2 separate regions of the Sus scrofa genome follow, and region 2 is linked to region 1. A link is a contact called in public Hi-C data. All regions are on one chromosome and are shown on one strand. Each heading gives the region's core, a stretch centred on a gene start, on an enhancer-like site or on the middle of the called end of the contact. The rest is flanking DNA. Distances are from core to core; before and after follow the strand shown.

Region 1 (6,317 bases), core at 2,931-5,430:
CACACACAAAAATTAATTCAAAATTGATCATATGTATATATGCAAGAGTTAAATTACAAAAGTTTTAGAATACCCAAGGGTAATCTTTGTGAGCTTATTTGGCAAATCTTAAATACACCGTAACAACAACAAATAGACAAATTCAACTTTCTCAAAATTTAAAACATTTGTGGGAGTTTGCATTGTCATGCAGTGGAAATGAATCTGACTAGTATCCATGAGGATGCAGGTTCAATCAATCTCTGGCCTTGATCAGTGGGTCTGGGACCCAGCATTTCGGTGGCTGTGGTATGGCCCACAGCTACAGCTCCAATTCAAACCAATGGAAGCCTGTGAACTTCCATATGCCTTAAGTGTGGCCCTAAAAAGCCAAAAAAAAAAAAAAAAAAAAAAGTGTGCTTCAAAGGACACCATCATCAAGAAAGTAAGAAGACAGCCTACAGAAAAGAAACACTGTCCAATCTCTTAACTGGTAACTGCCCCCCATGTGACATGTGCCCTCACCTGGCCTCCCAGCTTCAAGTCCCTCACTGGTTCCACTGTCCCTGGATTCTATGATCTGTGATCCTGGGAGACGGTGTCCAATGGCTGGGCTCAGGCCAGGTACTCTTTACTGTTCCATCAGCAGTGGACATGGAGTGGGGGTTGGGCACCTGGGAGGTGGGGTGGCCCCCGGCAGGGATGTGGGCAGAGCAGATGCTGTGACAGCAGTGAGGCTGGGAGGAATCTTATGTAATGACCACCGGGCTGGCAGGTGTAGGAGGATTCAGGCCTCAGCTGATTGTACACCTACTAGTCATCTGACCTTCTGATCTTGTGAAGCTGCCTCATTTTTGTGGCACCTTGTTTTTGATATCTGTAAAATTAAAAGGTGGGGCTAGATATGATATTACTATCATTTATTGAGCATCTTCCATGTGTCAGATGCCCTTTTAAGGATTTCACATGCATTATTTTAACTTATTTATTGCCTGTAAAGCATTTAAATCCATTTCTTGGGAGTTCCCGTTGTGGCGCAGTAGTTAACGAATCCGACTAGGAACCATTAGATTGTGGGTTCGATTCCTGGCCTCGCTCAGTGGGTTAACAATCCGGCGTTGCCATGAGCTGTGGTGTAGGTCACAGACGCGGTTCGGATCTGGCGTCACTGTGGCTGTGGTGTAGGCCGGTGGCTACAGCCCCGATTGGACCCCTAGCCTGGGAACCTCTATGTGCCATGGGAGTGGCCCTAGAAAAGGCAAAAAAAAAAAGAATAAATCCATTTCTTGGATGACAGTCTCATTCCAACCTTCAATAAATTGACCTCAGTGTGCAAATCTCAATTTGCTGGACGTTTACCCTGAATGAGCTAAAACAGAGACACATCTCCATCTATTAAGATCGCAGTCCTGACATTTGCATCCTCATAGTAAAATTCTGTCCGTTCACAAGGTTTTGACATTTAGGCTTTCAAATCAAAGATATTTTATACCCAAAAAAAACTGAAAGGAGAAAGAATTAGCATTTGGAGATAAGTGATTTATTTCCTTAATCGTAAATCATTATAAAAAATTCAACTGATATAAAGACTCATGAAGTAAGAAAGTAAACACTCTGCTTCACTGTTCCCATCTCATACCCCGGAAATAACCTCTGCTAACAGTAAAAGAAAAAGAAATCATTAAGTCATTTCATCTTTCTTAAAAAAACTGTGAAGTAAGCAAACCGGGGAAATTTGGTTGGTGCTGGAAGGGCCTGGACGTGATGCCCTGAGCAACGCCGTCCCTCCCCCTCTCCCTCGTCACCCCGCCCCCACCCTGTGGAGTAGATGAGCTGGGTCTCGGTCTGACCCTCCTTTCCTGCCCCTAAGACGAGAGTGAGGTCACAGGTTCATCTACCATTGAGACCATATACATGCAAGTGTTTGCAAACTAGGAAATCACATAATTGTTACTTAATATTATATCATATTATCATATTATACACTTTTTTTTTTTCTCTTTAGGACTGCACCTGCAGCATATGGAAGTTCCCAAGCTAGGGGCTGAATCGGAGCTGCAGCTGCCAGCCTACACCACAGCCACAGCCATGCCAGAGCCAGGGCACATATGGGACCTACACTGCACCTGGTGGCAACACCAGATCTTTAACCCACTGAGCCAGGCCAAGGATCAAACCCGTATCCTCAAGGATGCTAGTCTGGTTTGTAACTTGCTGAGCCACAACAGGAACTCCTATACATGTTTATTTTAATACTAATCATTATAATAATAACTAGCCTTTAGAAGGTTAGAAGATGATATCAGCAAGGGCCATTTTTATCACTTGTGAAAGTTTCTCCTCATACCAAGCCAAGCTTACTCATGCTTTGAGGTCTAAGCAAAAATGAAGGAGTTCCTGCTGTGACGCAGTGGCTTAGGGCTCCATCATTGCCACAGCTGTGGTGTAGGTCGCAGTGGTGGCTCAGAATTCCTTTCCAGCTGGGGAACTTCCATATGTGGCAAGTGTGGCCAAACAAGAAAAGGGGAGTTCCCGTCGTGGCGCAGTGGTTAACGAATCCGACTAGGAACCATGAGGTTGCAGGTTCAATCCGTGCCCTTGCTCAGTGGGTTACGGATCCGGCGTTGCCGTGAGCTGTGGTGTAGGTCGCAGACGCGGCTCGGATCCCGCGTTGCTGTGGCTGTGGCGTAGGCCGGCGGCGAATGGACCCCTAGCCTGGGAACCTCCACATGCCGCAGGAGTGGCCCAAGAAATGGCAAAAAGATCAAAAAAAAAAAAAAAAAAAAAAAAAGGAAAAGAAAAGGAATTTACATGACTTCCAGGACATCTGAAAGTTACTGAATTCAAGTGGGGTAAACACCTCAGAGATGCAAGAAACTGAAGCCCAAGTGCTGCTCCCCAGACATAGCCTTCAGGGCTAAGAGATCCTTTTTTTTTTTTTTTTTTTTTTTTTCAGCCTCAAAAGCACTCAAATACACCCCCGCACATACACAAAAAAAATTTTTAATTTCTCCCTCACAAGAACTACTAGGTTTATTTTTTTCTCTTTTCTTTTTTTCTATTTTTACTTTCACTTTATCTAATTTCGCCTCCTACTCTGTTCTGGACTGAAAGCAATGGGCTCCTAAATGTCAGCTGTGAAAATAAAAATTATGGCAGAGACTGCTGTTTTCCTACCCAGCTATTTATTTTTAGCTTCCTAGAAAATACATTTAATGATGTACCATTCACAACGTTCAAGTTTCTAATAAAAAATTTCTGGGTGTGCTAAAAAGAAAATGTGATTCATTATCAAGAGAAAAATGAGTCAATAGAAAGGAACTCAGAGGGTTAAGAACCCAGCTAGTATGCACGAGGATTGCCAGGTGGATCAGGGGTCTCCCTCAGTGTGTTAAGGATCCATGGATGCTGAATGCTGCCAAGTAGGTCACAAATCGGCTGGGATCTGGTGGTGGTGTGGCTGGGGCTGGGGCTGGGGCATAGGCTGGAAGCTGCAGCTCCAATTCAACCCCTAGCCCTGGAACTTCCATATGCTAACAGGTGCGGCCCTAAAGAGAAAAAGAAAAAAGAAATGGACTCAGAAATAAAGATCACAGGCAGCTAGAACTCCCAGGTGTAAGCCTTCCCTGGGTGGGAGGTTTTCAGACGTCTTTTCATACGTTTTATTAAGTCACAGAAAACACCATTTCTCTAGATCTTACAAGACCTCAGCTGAAGGCCTCTGCACACGCAGTGAGTGACGTCATCATGTCCTCTAATTGACTGTGTTCAGATTTCCACAGGGAATGTGACGGCTATTTGCGTATTTTTCCACAGCACCGCCCGCCATCTGTTCCACAATTAGGCCTGGGGACATAAGGTGGAGGAGACAATCAGAGTGAAGGACCGAAGAGAGTGCCTGATGGTTCCCCAGTCGCTGGAGCGGGCTCTGAGGTCACAAGGATGTGTGGACACCCCCCTTCCTTTCACCCCAAGTGCCCGTACCCCTCTGAGCCGGCAACTGAGCATCTCTGGCTAGTTAATAAAGCCCAGGGTTCTTAGACATGAACCCCGCCCAGATTCAGAGGGCCACAGGCACAAAGTCCCTTTCCGGGGGCGCTCTGCTGCGGAGTTACTTTCGCTTAAACCCAGGGAAACCTCCGGGTGTGGGCGGAGTCCACGCGAGCAAAGGAAGGGGGCGGGAGGGGCGGGCCTGGGCGGGGCTTGGCACGCCCCGCCCCCACGGCCACTGTTCACCTCCCCGGTGCTGATCTTCACCGAGGGCGCCCTGACCGGCGGCGGAGAGGCGCCGGCGCCCCAGAAACCCCCGGAAAGGACGCAGAGCGGTATAGGGCCGAGCCGGCTATGCCTCTCGCTGCTGCCGTGCCCGCGGGCGACCGCGCTCCCGCAACCTCGGGGGCGCAGCGGGGCCCCGGGGAGGCTGCGCTCTGAGGCGCCGGGGCCTAGCGCCCGCCGCGACCTCGCAGGAAGGCCGCAGCCCCGAGCTCGCCCGGCTCCCTCGCGCTCTGCGGCCCCTCCTCGGCTCGCTTCCTCCGCCACCGGCCGCCATGGCCTCTGCCACCCGGGAGAGCACGGGTTCGGGGCGCAAGCGGCCTCCGCGGCGCCCGGCACTGCACGGACTGCTGCTGCTGTGCTTGTGGCTGCCCAGCGGCCGCGCGGCAGCATCGCCCTCCGCGCCGCTCTCCGAGCTGCATGCGCAGCTCTCGGGAGTGGAGCAGCTGCTGGAGGAGTTCCGCCGGCAGCTGCAGCAAGAACGACCGCAGGAGGAGCTGGAGCTGGAGCTGCGCGCGGGCGGCGGCCCCCAGGAAGGCTGCCCGGGCCCGGGCGGCGGCGGCTACAGTGCCATGCCCGACGCCATCATCCGCACCAAGGACTCCATCGCCGCCGGCGCCAGCTTTCTGAGGGCGCCGGCGGCCGTGCGGGACTGGCGGCAGTGCCTGGCCGCCTGCTGCCTCGAGCCGCGCTGTTCCGTGGCGGTGGTGGAGCTGTCCCGGCGGCCCGCGTCCCCGGCCGCCGCGCTCGGCTGCTACCTCTTCAACTGCACGGCGCGCGGCCGAAACGTCTGCAAGTTCGCGCTGCACCGCGGCTACAGCAGTTACAGCCTCAGCCGCGGCTCAGAAGATGAGCAGGAAGGCCTGGAAGCTGGCGCCCCGGCCACCGCCCGGGCTTCCGCTCGGCTGGGTAAGCACGCCACCGGAGGCTGGGGTCACTTGGGTCCTGCTGTCGCGTTCTTGCACCTGTTGGTGGCTGCACTTGGGAGACCCGCCCAGGCAGGACCGCCGGACCCTCCTCAACCGAGTCAGAAATGCAACACCCTCCATCCAAATAAACACACTTAATTGCGGGTATCCAGAAGAGTGGCTTTGATTTCTCAGTCCTCGGGGTGGTTTTTGAGAAATCCCAGTAAATTGAGCAGAAGTAGGCACGGTGGGCTGCTTGAGGAATTCTTCTAAGCTTAAGGAGGAAAGCTAATCTGAGAGGATTCACAGAAACTGGATTTAAAGGAATTGAAGGCGGGGGCGGGGGGGGTATTTTAGTCTCGGGTTCTTATAAGTCATGGTTTGTTTCAAGCAAGTGCAAGAACAAAATCTAATTAGAAGCCAGATTATGCATAGTACACCCTTATTTCTTAGCTTGGCTCTCAGGATTCCTGAATCCACCTAGAGTTGCTTTCATCAGGCAGAAATGGGAAGGGAAGTGTGTCAGGTTATTCTGAAGTAAGTCCAACTGATTCCCTTGAACGAGGGTTCTCCTTTGTACAGAGGGAAAAGAAGAGACTTGATTGGTTGAAAATAAAGGCATCTCTCTTTTGAAAAGAAGCTAAAAAATGATGCTTTTCCTTCAATGGTTTTACTTTCTGGGGATGGTCAGAATGAGAATGAAGAGACCCAAGAGCCAAAAAAAAAAAAAAAAAAAAGCGTAGCAGTAGGAGATAAATGTCACTGAGGGAATAAAACCTTGATTGAGCCTGCTTGTGGTCAGCTTAGTGTGTCTGATTGCACTCTGTTGCTGTTTGCTTTATGATAACACAAGACTGAAACCATAGCAGGTTAGAAGGGTGAAACCTCAGCCACTCTGGAAATCTGGAGTCTCTGTGACCTTCAGGTCCAAAGAGAGAGGTCTGGAAATCTCTCCCCACAATGGCCCGCCTCCCTACCCACCTCCAGGGGAATAAACATCTAAGGTCACCCCAAGACTGCTCAGCCTTGAGGCAGACACTGAGAAGGACCCCTAAGACAGAGAAGGACCCCTAAGTTTTATCCCTGAGGTAGAGGCAGGAAGCACTTTCACTTGGACCCCCACTAGCATCCTTCAGCCCGCCCATAGCTGTTACACAC
Region 2 (5,639 bases), core at 138-2,637, 240 kb after region 1:
GAAATTACTTCACTTTTATTTGGTCTCACATTCATATTTCTGAACAGCTGCAACAGCAGTGACATATCTCAGATACAAGTGGTTCTTCGAGCTTAGGATGGTGTGGCTTCTTGGAATGTCCCAATAGAACTGAAACCCAGATATACTATTATTATACCCAAGAGGCTGACGAAACTCTAATACACTGAAAGTAAAAAAGGTGGTATTTATGGTGTCCGCCACTCCTGAGTTTTGAGTATTCAAGTCTTGATGAGTAAGAAAAGGTGCACCAATGTCGTATCTTTTCTCTGGGAAAATCGAATTTTAAAGTCCAGACTTTTCCTTACCACACATTCAACTGATGAAAAGGCAAATATTGGTTAAGAACAGCCGGATTCCACATGGCGAGAGCAATGAGAAAGCAGTGAGAAAAAGCAGTAAGAAAGCATGGAGAAAGCAGTGAGAACCAGCCACCCTTCAGTACAAGCACGAAGTGGTTCTCAGACTTTAGCCGGCTTCGGAATCACCTGGAGACCTTGCTGAAACAGATGGCTGGGTCCCCACCCAGCGCTCGGATGAGTCCGTTTCTACCAGGTTCCCAAGGCATGCCTCTAACACCACCCGCCAAAGGGACGGCGTCGGGGTCAGTTTGGCGTCTTCAACCTCTGCCCCTCTCCCGCCCGGGCGACCCGGCTTGCTTGCACCCCGGAGCCCGGCGCGCCGGGGGAAAGCATCCCTTCCCGCCACCCGTGGGAGCAGACAGGTGGCCTGGAAATGCTCTCACGCCCTCTCATTGAGCAACTTCCACATTTCCTCGGCACATAAACACTGCCTTGCCCCAGAGCCTGGCTCTACCCCAAGAAGGCGCCATTACAAAAGGTCGAGATCACTTCTGATCGGCTACTTTGGACAGAAAAACCCCTTCCGGATGGCGACAACTTGGACTGCAGTAACAACCAGTGCGGCTGCGCCGGACTTAACCACACATTAAAGAGCCCCCTTGGCTCTCTCGCGTCGCCTCTCCCCCGCCGTCCCCATCTCCTGGGGCGCCTTTCCCCGCTCCCTCTTTGGAGGCCGGTCCCCGAGGCCAGGCCCGCCCGCCAGAGGTGCAGGGTGTCCATGGGGACGCCGCAGTCCCACATACCCGGCCCGGGATTCCTCCCAGGATCCCGGGGGAGGTACGGCCGAGCCGTGTTCGCCTGGCCCTACCTTTAGGGCTCCGGGAGGCAGCGGCGGCTCAAGGGTCCCCCTGGTTAACCAGCAAGCGGCCGGCAGGGCCGCGAGGAGGAGCAGCTGGAGGGCCAGCGGCGCCCGCGAAGCGCCCTCCATCTTGGACCGGCCGGTGGGGGGCGGCGGGGTCAGCGGGCAACAAGGAGCCGAGGGCAGAGCTGGCCCGAGGGGCGGAGCCTCTCCTGGGGGCGGGGCTTGGAGGGGGTGGGGCGAGAGCCAGGCGGGACCGGAAGACTCCGAGAGCCTCAGAGGTCCGGGGCTGCAGGACCACGATGCAACGTTAGGGGCGGGGTCAAGTCTCAGAAAGTCTGTTTTTGCCCTTAAACCAGCCCTCTGATTTGGAGAGAATTTCCTTAACTGAGTGTAAACATTTTCGTTGCCATTATTTTTGAATTAATGTATACTGTATATGGATATAGCTATGTCTGTGTGTATTTATCCATATCTATAAAGTGAAAATATGGTAATATATGAGAACACTGCTGTAAACATATTAATAAAGGTATATCACGTTTGAGGAGAAATTTTATTAAATAGGTACTTCTCACCTTTGTTTGCTCTTGGTAATTGCCTGAGTACGTTTAAAAATTACTGATTCCGGGAGTTCCCGTCGTGGCTCAGCGGTTAACTCACCCCAACTAGCATCCATGAAGACTTGGTTCCCTCCCTGGCCTCTCTCAGTGGGTTAAAGATCCGGTGTTGCCATGAGCTGCGGTGTAGGTTGCAGACGAAGCAGCTCAGATCTCACATTGCTGTGGCTCTGGCTTAGGCGGCAGCTACAGCTCCCTAGCCTGGGAACCACCATGTGCCTCAGGGGCGGCCCTAAAAAGACACCCCCCAAAAAAAATTGATTCTAGAAGTTCCTGTTATGGCTCAGCGCATTAAGTACCAACTGTTGTCTATGAGAAGATGCAAGTTCCATCCCTAGCCTCCCTCAGTGGGTTAGGGATCCAGTGTAGCCAAAAGCTGGGGGCGGAAAGCATAGGGGGAGGGCGTGGGGTGGATCCAGCAGATGTGGCTTTAGGCCTCAGCTGCAGCTCAGATAGGACCCCTAATCTGGGAACTTCCTTATGCTTCAGGTGAGGCAGAAAAAATAAATAAACAAATAAAAATTACCAATGCTGGTGTCTTTGGGGGCACTGGAGCTTCTGATTTAATGAGTTTGGGCTGCCACTGGGGCATTGGTAGTTTTCAAATTTCCCCAAGTGATTTATTGTGCCAAGGTTGAGGATCATTGGCAACCCAAGGGAACAACACTCTCCACTGGAAGCTGGGCCCCCTGAGCTCTCAGGGCCTTTCTGGTCAGTTTCTTAATCTATAAATTGGAGATGATAGATTTTTTTCTTCCCCCCATCAGATTAAAAAAAAAATTTTTTTTTAATCCACAGAGAACTATACCTAATCACTTGTGATGGAACATGATGGAGGACAATGTAAGAAAGAGAATGTATGTATATGTATAACTGGGTCAGTTTACAGCAGAAATTGACAGAACACTGTAAATCAACTATAATAAAAATTTTGAAAAATTGTTTTATGAAACCCTTTAAAGCAGATGTGAAAATAAATAGGAGAAACTCCATTTAAAATAAAGCCTGAGAGGAGTTCCTGCTGTGGCACAATGGGAGTGGTGGCATCTCTACAGCCAGGTTCCTTCCTCCTTGCGCACAATGGATTAAAGGATCCAGGTAGGTCTTGCAGCCTCGCATTCCCTGGCCTGGGAACTTCCATATGCCATGGGTGTGCCCCCCCCCAAAAAAAGTTAGAACTCCTGCTCTGTTCCGAAGGACTTTTACTCAAAATAGCCCCTCCCAACTTCCCCCTTTCCTCTATAAAAGCCAGTCCCTCTCCTTTGTTCTGCAATGTAATTTCCGGTTCACCTACTTTGCAAGGCCTTTACTGCAGTTCTTCTGTTATTTCTAAATAAACTCATTTTGATGGTAAAATAACTAGCTATTTTATGTTTAAGGTTAACAGAGAAAATGCCAAGAAATTTAGGCATTTCGTGTTAACAGGATTGCATAGGGAAGAACTTGGAGGTGTTGCCATTCAGGCAGAGTTAGAAACAGTGTTTCTTTAAAATAAAACTTTTGGGAGTTCCCCATGGCTCAGTGGTTAAGGAATCCAACTAGGAACCATGAGGTTGCAGGTTCGATCCCTGGCCTCACTCAGTGGGTTAAGGATCCGGTGTTGCCGTGAGCTGTGGTGTAGGTTGCAGACGCAGCTCAGATCCTGCATTGCTGTGGCTGTGGCTACAGCTCTGATTCGACCCCTAGCCTGGGAACCTCCATTTTCCGCGGGAGCGCCCCAAGAAATGGCAAAAAGACAAAAATAAATAAATAAATAAATAAAAATAAAACATAAAACTTTTGATGTTAAAAACACAAATCTCTGTTTCTCTTTTAGTTCCTCTTCCTCTTAACAACCCTTTCCCCCAGGGTAAACTACAAGATCTTTGAACAGTAAACTGCAGTCATTTAACTAATTCCTTGCCTACTCTGAGATACCCAACAATATTAAGAACGGGCAAGTGGTTTGTGCAATGATGTCTCACCTGCTGGTGGGTTTCAACTGCAATCACTGGCCTTTTCATTCTGTCTCAAACTGCTGGGATTAAACACAAATCAAATCTGACGGTCAGAACCTGTGCCATATGTGCATCTGTGTAATTTGAATTAGTAATATATGTATTAGGTTCCAAAGTATATTTGAAAGGAAAAGCAGGTGGGGAAGTTGGTGGCATAGTTTGTATCTCCCCAAAGAGGCCTGCATGTTGTTCCATTATTCTTTCACTTGTCTTCAAAAGAGTTCAAATCTAGCAGAACTGTCAAAGCCTAGCGTGGCGACTTCCCTGGGGGTCTAGTGATTATGACTTGGCACTTGCACTCCTGTGGCCTGGGTTCAATCCCTGGTCTGGGAGCTGAGATCCCACATCAAGCTGCTGAATGCTACGGCCAAAAACCAAACAGTTTATTTCTGTGCACATTAGATGCTTGATGTTCTTTGAAGATAATCTTTCAGATAGGAGAAGATATTCTCTTTTAAAAAATGGGTTTTTTTGGCTTTGCCCGTGGCATGTGGAAGTTTCTGGGCCAGGGATGGAAACTGTGCCACAGCAGTGACAACACTGGATCCTTAACTGCTGGGCCACCAGGGGACTCCTAAGAAATTTTTATACATAGAAAACAAAGTGTATAAAGTATATTAAAAATTATCATTGGGAGGAGTTCCCGTCATGGCTCAGTGGTTAACGAATCCAACTAGGAACCATGAGGCGGCGGGTTCGATCCCCGGCCTTGCTCAGTGGGTTAAGGATCCAGCGTTGACTTGAGCTGTGGTGTAGGTTGCAGATGCAGCTCGGATCCCGAGTTGCTGTGGCTCTGGCATAGGCCGCTGGCTACAGCTCCGATTAGACCCCTAGCTTGGGAACCTCCATATGCCGTGGGAGCGGCCCAAGAAATGGCAAAAAGACAAAACAAAAAAATATATCATTGGGAGTTCCCTTTGTGGTTCAGCAGTTAACAAACCTGACTAAGATTCATGAGGATTCAGATTCAATCCCTGGCCTCCATCAATCCCTGGCCTCCTCCATTAAAGATCCATGCTTGCCCTGAGCTGCGGTGTAGATTGTAGACATGGTTCTGAACCCAAGTTGCTGTGGCTATGGTGTAGGCCGGCAGTTGGAGCTCTGATTTGACCCCTAGACTGGGAACTTCCATATGCGGCAGGTGTGGCCCTAAAAAGCAAAAATAAAAATAAAAATTATCATTATTCTCACACAAAATAGTACTTTTGACACCAAACTTTGACATATTTCCTTTTGCAGCAACTGATTCCATTATTTTTATCACTCTTACAATCAAAACTTGAATTCTTTTTCTGTAGTCCAAAAGCAGACTTAGCACCAAAGGACAATCTGGGACATGGTCTGTGTCTGTTTCCAATTTCTGGGAGTGAGTGAGTCACTGCAGTTCTCTTGCAACACAATCCAGTCCATTATTTTCCAGAGTTACTCAATTACATAGTTTCGAACTTCCTGAAGACCCTCAGGAAATGATAAAAAGGAGATTTACACAGTTTATGTAAATCCATTCACACAGTTTACCTTATTTTTCTTTTAATATATTTTAAAACTGCTTATACTGTACCCTTCTTGTTTGTGTATTTATAGAGATTAGGCTTTTTGCCCTGAGTTACAGAGTAGTAAGGGAGGGAGCTGTAGTTTTTAATATTGTTACTCCTTTTTTTTTTTTTTTTTTTGTCTTTTTGCCATTTCTTGGGCTGCTCCCACGGCATATGGAGGTTCCCAGGCTAGGGGTCGAATTGGAGCTGTAGCCACCAGCCTACGCCAGAGCCACAGCAACGCAGGATCCGAGCCGCGTCTGCGACCTACACCACAGCTCACGGCAACTCCGGATCGTAAACCCAGT

Evidence for each region. A called contact is a pair of places that touch in the nucleus more often than the background predicts.
Region 2: a contact with region 1 is called in a Hi-C map of skeletal muscle, with 2.5 times the contacts expected there. The contact joins the promoter of GINM1 here to the promoter of LRP11 in region 1.

The regions. Positions count from the first base shown.
Region 1 is chr1:16,135,047-16,141,363 of Sscrofa11.1, forward strand. LRP11 (low-density lipoprotein receptor-related protein 11) reads left to right here and starts at 4,181. Exons shown (of 7, transcript XM_001928988.5): 1 at 4,181-5,160. The coding sequence starts at 4,527.
Region 2 is chr1:16,380,510-16,386,148 of Sscrofa11.1, forward strand. GINM1 (glycoprotein integral membrane protein 1) reads right to left here and starts at 1,388. Exons shown (of 8, transcript XM_021086898.1): 1 at 1,189-1,388. The coding sequence starts at 1,308.